Regions from separate parts of the Mus musculus genome. Here region 2 is linked to region 1. The links are chromatin contacts, called in public HiChIP or PLAC-seq maps. All regions are on one chromosome and are shown on one strand. The core of a region is the stretch at or near the end of the contact, and the rest is flanking DNA. Distances in the headings are between cores, read along the strand shown. Region 1 overlaps Lncpint (long non-protein coding RNA, Trp53 induced transcript). Region 2 has its middle 58 kb from the start of Mkln1os.

Evidence for each region. HiChIP or PLAC-seq counts read pairs in DNA pulled down with a chosen protein or histone mark.
Region 2: an HNF4G HiChIP or PLAC-seq map of pancreatic cancer cells shows a contact between it and region 1. The contact joins two enhancer-like sites. A contact is called at or near these places in 2 of 115 datasets of contacts at active chromatin or transcription factors (bone marrow-derived macrophages and pancreatic cancer cells) and 1 of 9 other capture datasets (embryonic stem cells).

The regions. Positions count from the first base shown.
Region 1 is chr6:31,123,648-31,129,063 of GRCm38.p6, forward strand. All of the region lies in intron 3 of Lncpint (long non-protein coding RNA, Trp53 induced transcript), which reads right to left. Among named protein-coding and RNA genes, the nearest start is that of Mir29b-1, 63 kb to the left of the region's middle. Within about 2 kb of position 3,009, at least 247 of the 459 cell types and tissues checked have an H3K27ac peak or open chromatin away from gene starts, as enhancers often do. A contact at or near this core is called in bone marrow-derived macrophages and pancreatic cancer cells, where this site is marked.
Region 2 is chr6:31,338,128-31,343,543 of GRCm38.p6, forward strand. No RefSeq gene overlaps it. Among named protein-coding and RNA genes, the nearest start is that of Mkln1os, 58 kb to the right of the region's middle. Within about 2 kb of position 2,009, at least 61 of the 459 cell types and tissues checked have an H3K27ac peak or open chromatin away from gene starts, as enhancers often do. A contact at or near this core is called in bone marrow-derived macrophages and pancreatic cancer cells, where this site is marked.

The DNA of each region.
Region 1 (5,416 bases), core at 1,759-4,258:
CGCAAGTGTAGTATGGGATAGAAGTGGTCAGAAGAATGGAAGGAGGTAATGACAGTGTCTGGTGTCACACAAGCAGGTCTCCTGTGTTGACTTCACCCCACCCCAGGTGATGAAAACAGGGAGGTGACTCTCTAAGTAAAAGCCTCGTGAGGACTGAACCACTCACATGGCCATGAGAACTCCCAAATAAAGCCTGCTCCCCCCAACTCTCAGCAGTTCTCCAATAGCACAATACAGGGAGACCACCCATGTGGGAGAGGCACCCTTCCAACACACACACAGACAGAGACATCGACATCAAAAATAAACAAGATAAACAACAAAAAGACCCTGGAAACAACAGAAAATTGAGGACAGCAAAGAGCAAAATAAAATCTTCCACTAGTAATCCAAAAAGAATTGAGAAAAATAATTACACCCATACAATATCAAGACATTATCCAAATAAAAGGCCTAGGAAATTAAAAATCACGAGCCCAAGAGGAAGCACCAGAAACCACTGTGGTGGTCAGCCTACTCACACAGCTTTGATCCCAGGAGAGTCATTCGACTATACAGTCAGTCCCTTCCCTGTGCTGTGCTAGGCTGCATGGGACTGTCTCAAGTTCAAATGGCACACACTGAACAGGTTCACGGTAAGAAGGCAGGGACACAATGTCCCACTGCAAGAAAATCTGTGTTTATTTTTAACTCCTCGGCTAGTTTACACCGTGATGGATAAACTTCTCTCCATACCTGTTTTTCCTTACACTGCCCTTCCTGTGGAAACAGCAGGAGCAGTGAGGTCAGTGGTTCAAAACCCTGCTCAGCACGGGGTCCTCCTCTGTGTGTGTGTGTGTGTGTGTGTGTGTGTGTGTGTGTGTGTGTGTGAATGCACAGATGTTACCGGGCACGAATATGCTGTCAAAGAACAACCTCGGCCGTAGGTCCTCACCTTCTACCTCAATATTTGCCCATTTTTATGTGCCAGGCTAGCGGCTGGGACTCGTTTCCACAGGAGCACTGGGATTACAGCAGTACATTCCTCCCTATTTTATACTGAGCAATGGCCCTGGCCTCCAAAGCCCCCCTTTCTATTAATGAAATAATAATAATAAGCTCTATCACGTGGTACTGTTCCAAAATACTACTCAACAGTAATATCAACAAGTGTATAAATAGCTTTTAAAAGGCTAGGGCAATTCCCTAAATTCAATATAAAGGAGAAAAGCAATGTATAAGTAAAATATTTATATTTCAATACAGAAATAAAGAGGCCCTTGTAACTTACTTGGGTTTGAGCTGACAGACAGGCCAGCATGATGGCAGTATGTTGCAAGTCACTGCCAAGTCTGCTGTCCTGAGCTCCATGCAAGAACTCAAAGTTAGGTGGAAAACCACACCTGACTCTTGTATATTGTCCTCTGACTTCCACACGTGCACAGCACGCATGTGCCATAGCGCGTGGGCACATAAGTAAGTGGATTTTTAAGTTTTTAAAGTAGTCAGATAAAAGGGTGAACCACTGTTAGACAACAAAATGAAAGATAATATACTCTGTGAATTACAAAAATACAAAATAGTTTTGTATTATAAAAATGTAAAGTTAAATCTAGGCTTAAAAAATTATAAACTAATTGGTGACTACATGAACACCTAACATAAACTCATTTGGAATACTGCGTACGTTTTCTTGTATGGGGCTTGCACCTTAAAGTTCCCTCAAAGAACAGCCAGAGCGCCCTCACGCATTTCCACTAGGGGGAAGACCTGCTTCCTGAGAACCTCGGCAAAGAGCTACGGGATCGCACTGAGAACCAGGGCACCAAAGACCAAGCACCCATACACCTAAGAAGCAGATGGCCGGAATACAAAATGGCTGTGAAGAACTTACTTTAGACCTTCGTCACTACATCTATATTCAATGCCATTTCCTCTTTCTGAACTGGGAACTATCAGGCGCTCCAGACAGAATTCGGGAGTGGAAAGCTTTCTCTCTCTGCGCCATTTATTTAGGGAGCACAAAGTGATTCCAACTTGAAAAAAATTTTAAGATTCAAATCTGGCTATTTAATGAGACCAGGGAGTTTTCAGAGCTGTATAGCTCCTGCTTCCTCAAAACAAGAATTAGAGCATTCTTTCGCATGTGGCCAGCACAGGAAGGGGGAGCCATTTACTGTAAATGCCTCTCTGATGCAACCAACCACCTCGTTCAAAGAGAGAATTCATCCAAGAAGATTTAGTCACTTCTTCTAGAAAAATGCCACCACACTGAATGTACACAGACCAAAGCCCACGCCCAGAGACAGGGATGAGCTGCTTGGCCGACAGAAAACAGACCAACAGACGGGGAAGAGAGATCTTGACTTCACCAGAAAAGATTCAGCAGTGTTCTTTCCGAGGTTGGCCTCTGAGACGGGCAAGCCGGACAGACATGTTACCATCAGTTCCTAAACTCATTACAGGGATCGTTCCCCTCTGCCTAGCTGTGAAAGCACCTCCTAAAAACTTCCTAAAAACTGGTTTAGAACCAGGAACTAGGCGTAATTAGTAACTTAGTAACTGTGGCTACTTAGTTTACAAAAACCTTTCAAATGCACAAGGAAAAGAGGAATCCTGTAATTTAAAATGTGAAACTGAAAGTACAACTTGATGAAGGTGGGTTACACATGAAGAGGGTGAGACAGAAGGAAACGCTGAATAGCAGTTGGGTTAAAAAAAAAAAAAGAAAACTCAAAGAAAAGCAGCTCTGAGCTTCTTTCCCTAACACCCCCAATCCACACAGAGGAAACTAGGGGAGGATCCCTCCCATTTCTGCTTACCCAGGGCACCCCGAGTTCTTCTTAGGGCAAGATGTGCGCACTTGCTTTTCTGGAGGAGGCAGGGAAGAGTCATGGCTGTGTTCTGATGAAGCCGGGGATCCCCTTGATGAATGAAACCACAAGGGGGTAATCTATGTTGGCTCAGCAAGCCATTGGCTACCGGGTGCTGAGGCGTGTGGAAGTCTCATTTGCCAACCTTCTGGTAAGCCTCTCACAGCCCATCTCAGGAGAGCCGCAGGATGCATTACACCCGGGCAGAGTCAAAACTAGACAGGGTTCGTTGTTTCCCTGCCACTCTCCCCAGCCCAGAGGAAACCACAGCCAACCACAAGGAGAGCTGGCTCCTCCGCCAGGCGAGAGAGAATTATGATGTCGACACCGGCAATTTACCAACGTATCCCACACCAATGCCAGAGCTTGCTCTCTGTATATGACTGCTGGTGAGTCTGAAGTAGGTACAGGCAGGCAGGTACCACACTCTCAGGCTAAGAGGCCGGGGCCATGGTTTGGGGATTCCATGGAGGTGGGAAAGTTATAAAAAAGGAAATGTTAACTTTTGTTGAAAAACTAACAAGAGCTGAAACAAAGGTGTAACCCAGCCTTCATAAACAAATGTTTCAATGTGTTCTTGAACAACCTGTGTTGATGCCTCTGTGGGGCCCAAGAGTGTGCCCCTCATCCAAGCATCCTGGGTCTTTATCCTGCACTTTACCATTTAGGGCCATTTGCCTGTCTAGAGAACTAACACTGCTGACCGCAGACACCATTGGGTGATTTCTCTCTGACTCTAGTCATCAGGACAACCCCACGTAGAGCATCTGTAACTTTTGTGAAAGGAGAGTCAGGTTGAGTTGCCTGTGCCTGCCCTCCCCCCAACCCCCACCTCCATGCTAGAGGGGTAAAATCCAAGCTGACAAATGCCGGAGGAAGAGCAGTCAGTGTTTGAGACTGAATCCAAACATTATGTCAGAGCAGTGGTTCCCAACCTTCCTAATGCTGCGGCCCTTTAATACTGTTCTTCATGTTGTGCTGACCCCCAACCATAAATTAGTTTTTGTTGCTACCTCATAACTGTAATTTTGCTGTTAGGAGTCATAATGTAAATATCTGTGTTTTCTGATGGTCTTGGGTGACCTATGTCAAAGGGGCTGCCACTCACAGGCTGCATTAGAAGATTGTGTGCCTGGGGAAACAAAAGACACGCTGCCAAAGGATGTGCACGAGGAAAAGGCGCGGGAACCGGACAGATGCGCTGCGCTATAGGCTTTAAATCAACAACTTTATATAATGAGTTCTACATGGACTCCCCAACTCAGCTACCTGACTCGGGCAACAGGCATCCAAGTGAATGTATGCCCTACACAAGTGGTGCTTGCTCTGAGTACCTAACTACTTCCAACACTCTGTGGACATAAAAATTCTGTAAATTGAGATTTAAAAAAAACCCACTCAGGACACATATCTGAAATGACACCATCTTCCTATATTTCTTTTAAAAATTTTTTTTAAACGTGTTATGTGCCTGCATGAGTTTATGTGCACCAGGGTCAGAGGCCAAAAGAGGACCTCGAACACCCTGGCAGTTCAAACCTGGATTCTCTGCTGGAGCAGTCAGCACTCAGTCATGAGCCATGCTCCAGCCCCACTCTGTATCTCTTTGCTCCATACTGATTTCCACAGGTCTGCAACCAAGCAGAAGCCTTGGGAGTTTCCAACTTCTCTCCTCCATCCTCACTAGATATTTCAGTCCAAATGGTGGGGAAGCCTCGTCTTTACAACATAGACTTAAGAATGTTATGAAATGTGAAGTATGGAAGCTTGTTCCTTCCATAACACAAGCTTTTATCTTAACCTTCTATATGTTTCCACAAATACTTTCTGAATCGAGAAGTCCAACTAAGAAAACCAAGTATTCGCAAATAAAATTTTGTTTCAGGATCATTATCTACTGGGACATCCCAACACCAACAGGAAGGAAGCTACCATTTAACTGTCCTCTCAGCTGATCTAGCTTTGTTTAATGTTACCAGTATTTTGCCTAATAGTAAAATTTAGCTGTGTATCAGAACAGAGATTCTCATATTCCATGTTAGCACTGAAACCTGTTTCATTCCCCAAATAACACTAGGTGACGGCTGATGCACACTCTAAATGGCAGCAGGACACCGGGTTGATGTGGTGTCCCAGGAGCCTCGGCATTTCCGGCTTACTCCTGTTGAAGCATCACATTTTGGAGATGGTACAAATACTATTGCTACTTCTTTAAACCCTATCAATGTATTCTGTGTATGCTGTCATTGTCTCAGACTGAGGCATACCCGAGCTGATTTCTTTTTTTTTTTTTTTTTTTTTTTAAAAGTCATGTCAGGCCAAATCTCACACAAATGTCTTACCTGCCCCAGTAAGTTTCAGAGTTCCACCACACCTGACAAGTGTGGAGCCGAACACAGAAATTACTATCTCTACTGGCAGAGCCCCTGGGCAACCATATCCTTAGGGGGTAAGTTTAAGGTCATTTTAGAAGCGTAAACCTTCGTCAAGACGTGTTTCAAAACGTATGAGAATACCATATTAATGACTAAGAGCTAATGTTACATTTCAACCCAGATATGTAT
Region 2 (5,416 bases), core at 759-3,258, 210 kb after region 1:
GAAGTGAGCTGGCTCAGTCCATAACAGCATGGTCTTGCTGTCTTTTACAGGGTCTGAAGTCTACCTTAGTGCAGTGGGAGCCACTAACTGTCCTAGTATGAAGGAAGGATATTGATGTTTTTTGGGCATGTAAGTGTGTGTGTGTGTGTGTGTGTGTGTGTGTCCCCATACTCTAGGGACTGAGCCTCCTCACCCATGTACCACACAGCTTCAGTCCCAGTCCCATATTTTGTTTTCAATCAAACTTTATACAAATGTTTCTCAAGAAAATTATAAGTTACTTCTTTTATTTCTCATTAATAATATTTTGGGGTTTTTATTTAATAAATTTTAAAGCAAGATGAGCATTTCATAAAAGAAATCAGCTTCATCCTGACTCAGACTTTCCCACCAGACATAACCAGAATCCTAGAGGAAGTTACAAGTTAGTTAAAGTTAGGACTCTGTTCCTAGTCAATTCCGTTTCTAGAACACCTAACACATGGTGTCCAGCCCAAGTACAAAACATCTCAGAGTTCTTGGAGTACTCAAGTTATATTCCTTCTGCATTGCATTATATGGGAATTAATACACACAAAAGAAAAAAATCTGATGAGTGTATTCAAGTTTTGACATTTGGGCTCTGATATCTTATTTTTAACTTATTTTAATTGGCATGTCATAACTGTTTATGTTTATAGGGTAGAGTGTGATGATTCAGTCCATACATGCAATGTGCACACATCACATGATCCATACATGCAGTGTGCACACATCAAGTCAGCAGGATTGGCCTTTCCGTCTTCTTGGACATCTGTCATGTCTTTGTGTCTGGAGCCTGCAAAGGCCTCTCTTCTAGCTCTTTGTAAGTGTGGAGTAAGTTGTACAAACTGTATTCACCCTGTTATGTTATCATTGCTTTCTAGCCCGTATCTGTTATTCAGTCTCCCTCTGTCCTACATCTCCTGACCTCCAAAGCCTCTTTTTATGATATGCTATTATGATATGTTTCCAGAAAGTGACTGCACGATGGAAAATGGGTGCCCAGTAGTCCTAGGGCCAGTGTGGAGGAATTACAGTACCTCGAAAAGGAAATGATATGGGTCCAGGCTTGCCAGGGGCAGCAGGGATGCAGAGAGGAGGGTCTGAGAAGCACTCCCGGGAAGGCCAGAGGCATTCGGATGACTCCAGGCTTTTGTGGGTGGAGGTGAGGGATAATGGCAAGGAAGGAAGACCTGTTGGGAGGAGCCTAGGGCAGAGACCCTTCCATTCCCCCTGAGGACCACCTATATGTCACTGGAGCTGGGGACTTCGCCATGCAATGCAGAAAGGTTTCACGCTGAGGTCAGACCCTGGCAGCTAGAGAGGATGGGGCTCTTAACACCTGCCAGATTGTTAAGACCGAATCTGTGTGGAACCCAGGCTGCAAATGAGAGGTCTTCAGTACCTGCAGCCAAGCAGGGCCTGACAAGCTGTTTCCATGGAGACACAGAGCTGTGTGCAGGCGTAGGCGTGTTGATCCATTCCAGAGCCTTGGGTCACAAGGCTGTATCGAGCTAACAGGAAAAAGGTGTTATCGATCAGGAAAAGATGCCCAAAGTATTGGCAGCTAATTGAGGTTTTGTTGTCATAATTCTGGATTAAGTTTAACAAATCAGGATCCTGCTAGCTCCCACTTAGCAAGAGCACAAGGAAGCAGACACCAATTCAGGCTAACTCTAAATATGCAGACACCCAGCCCAAGTAGTTCTGGATCCTTGAGCTCTCAAGTAGCTCCGTATCTCTTCCGACTGACAGAGACACAGACAGCAGCTGGGGGAGCTAATCTCCTTTTCATTTGTCATAGGAATGGCAAAAATATTCAGGAAACCTAAGCCTGGCTCTGGAAAAAAATTCAGATGCTGGCAGAGCCCCAAACTGGATATTGGGAAGCATTTTGAAAATTACTGTTCACAGAGAGCACAGAGGGAAGCTTCCAGAGCTTAGGAGATGGGGGTCAGGTGGTGAGTGACTCAGAGCTTGCTGCAGCCACGTGACATTCTATCTCAAAGCAAACACTAGCAAAAAGGAAGCCAGCAGCAATGACACTCACATTTGTGGTGTGTGTGTGTGTTAAAATAGACATAGCATGAAGTTTACCTTTGGATATTTTGGGGGGGGGGTTGTTTGTTTGTTTGTTTGTTTGTTTGTTTGTTTCCAGGCAGAGTTTCTCTGTGTAACAGCCCCCACCTGTCCAGCAACTCACTCTGTAGATCAGGCTGGCCTCAAAATAAGAGATCTGCCTTCGTTTGCTTCCCCAGTATAGGGATTTAAGGTGTGTGTCATCACTGGACATTTTTAAATATACAATTTAATGGCATAAAGATCACACATGATCTTGGACTGGGGGTGTAGGCCATTGGCACAGCATGAGCTTGGAATATGTCAGCAGTGGGGTCCGAGTGGCACAGTTTTTAAAAAGTATGCTTTCAATTTTGTGCATCCTTCATTATTATTACTTCCAAAATTTTATTTTGGTTAAGTAACAACTCCCCATTAGACTATACATCAGGTCATTTTGTGTTACTATAACAAAATGCTGGAGGCAGGATACTCTGTATTATTTAGCTCAGGAGTCTAGTCACTCAAGAGCATGATACTGGCATGTGCTTGGTCTGTTGGACCTCATTGTAGATGGCTTCACAACGGTGGATGTGCATGTAGAGGAGGTCACATGGCAAGGTGGGATTCAGTAAAGCAGCATCAATCTGCTTACATGGGAAATGTCCCCAAGCTCTGATTATTTGTTGCTAGGCCCTACCACCTCATTACCACCACACTGGGGACCAAGCCTCCTACAGGGGACAACAGATTATATAGCATGCCCTAAAGATATTGAACAGTATGGTCTTCCTGCAGAGTTTTCTGCTGGCAGAATGATGGTTAGTGTGACTGTTAATCTTAATTGTCAGCTTGGTGGGATTTAGAATCAGCCTGGCTCTGTCAGTGAGAGGTTATCTAGATCAGCTTTACTGAGAGTGGAAGATTCACCCTCAAGGCAGGTGATACCACCCCAGGAGCTGGCATCATCTGAGACTAAACACAGTATCCATCTGTCTCTGCATTCTGACTGTGGGTGCAGTGTGACCGCCCACCTCAAGCACCTGCTGCTGTGCCTTCCCATCCTTGTGGACTGTGTCCTTTAGAACTGTAAGCCCTTCCTTCATTAAGTTGCCTGTCAACGTTTTGTCACAGTAATGAGATAACTAATACAGTTAGGTCACTGTTGGTGAGAAAACTGGGTTAAGCTTGTTTTGGTCAGTTGCTATTATTTCAGACATGGGGCGACAGGTGTTCTCATAAAGGGCGAACTTGATAAACCTGATCTCAGGAGGAGATTGATTTTAACTCTTATGGAACCGACTCCTTTTGTCTGCAAGGTATTTGAAGGGCTGTAAGCAATGCTAAAAAGTCAGTATAAATTATGTCAAGGCCATGGGGTCTTTGCAGAGTCTTGTTAAAGGAAAACTAAGTTCCAAAATTAGTAGGACATAATCGTGGGAGGATCTAGAAACCAGCTTCAGTTTAAATGAGAAAATAATGTTAGTGCTTGAGAGAGACGACACATTTTTATACTTTAAATTTATTCTTCAAGAATTTCATACATGTATACAATGTTTTGAATATATCCATCCCAGTCCCTGCCCTCCAAATCTCCTCAGGGCTCCCCAACAGTTCCTCCTGCTGACTAAACATCTTCCTCTTGGTTTTTTAATAACCCACGGAGTCGAGTTACTGTTGCTCTTATGCATCTATATATGAAGACCAGAACACAGCAAATTGTGTATCTTATCACCATAGAAAAATTGACAGTTGCATTAAGTAATTCATGTTTACCAGTTCAATTTGGCTGTTTTGTAATGTGTATATATTACAAAGATTATATTCCACGTAATAAATATTTGTAATTATTTGTTTGGTACTAAATATATTTTATGTTAAATATTTTGATAATCTCATAAATGAGTTCTGAATCTACATCATTTCCACCCGTTTCTCTCTCACTTCCAGAGTCTCCCATGCCTTCCACTCTCTCTCAAATTCATGACCTATTCTTTACTATGCATATGTATATGTAACTGTATATTATGTGTGCACAATATACAGATACACATTCATAGGAGTTACTGAGTACATATAGTGTTGCTCGTATATACAAGTGTTTAAGCCTGACTACTTGGGATGGATAACCTATCAGATCATGAGACATTATTTAAATGTAGAACAGCAGATGCTGCTAGACAATCACGTTTTCCTAATTTTCACAAATTAAGACATTAATGAATGCTTGTACTCAGTTTCATTTTCTCATTTCATTCATTCTAGAACACAGCCTAGGGAATAGTGCTACCCACAATGGTCTTCTCATCTTAACTGATCTAACTAAGAGTGTCTCCCAGGCACACCCAGAAGCCCATCTTCCAGGTGATTCTCGATGTCTGCAAGCTGACAACACTAACCCTCACAATCATCTAGGCCAAGGCTCAGTCTGTAGTTCATAGCTCCTAAGTAGCAGGGGCTACTTTAATCCCTAAAGTTCAAGCAGACACCTCAAGGATATATGGTGCTAATAACAAAGGAGAAGGAACAGGGCTGATTTGATGAGAACTGTTCTACTGTAAAAATCCAATCTAAGTCTCACACCATGTTTGGGGAAACTTAGTGAGAAATACTGTAATAAACCATTCCTGAGAACTCAAGTAGGAGGGGGCTGACTGCCTTATGTACCATCACTCTAAACACCAGGAAGACATTTAGGAATTCACAGATGCTCTGGTTTGGTTTGGTCAGTATCTGTGGTCTTCTGTGCAGTCCTCAAGGCCTGTTCATTTGGTCTGGGATGTCAAGCATACTTTGTCTCCAAATCCACTTCCATTTATCAGAGCCTGAACCCTGGAGGGAAGCTCAGGAAGACATTATTAACAGTCAAGACAATGTTTATAGCTATTAAGATCCTATTAGGAGGCAATTTCCAGAGTGATGCTGTGAGGAGCTGTACAGTCCCCTGTCAACAAAACATTCATATTGTGAAAGCAATCATTCAGAGTCTCTGGAAGGTTCCCTAAGGGTGTATGGCAAATAATCATTTATTGAAGAAAATCTACTAAAGTTCAGCCAAAGAGGGAGCTGACAGCATCTGAACCACAAGCTGCCCCCTCCCTTCCCGCCCCCGTCCAACCTAGGTTGTTGTGCTAGGAGTTCTAACCTGCCCAGGAAGTCAGGGCTCTTATCAAGCAAGGTCTACAGTATCTCATTCTAGCTACATACTGTGGGTGCTAAATGCCACCCTATTCTCCAAAAAGTGGACTTCGTTTCTGTCTAAGCCTCCACTTAGGTGAGGGGTCTCAGAAAACTGGGGGCCAATTGCATCCACACTATGTTGCATGGGATGGGGTCT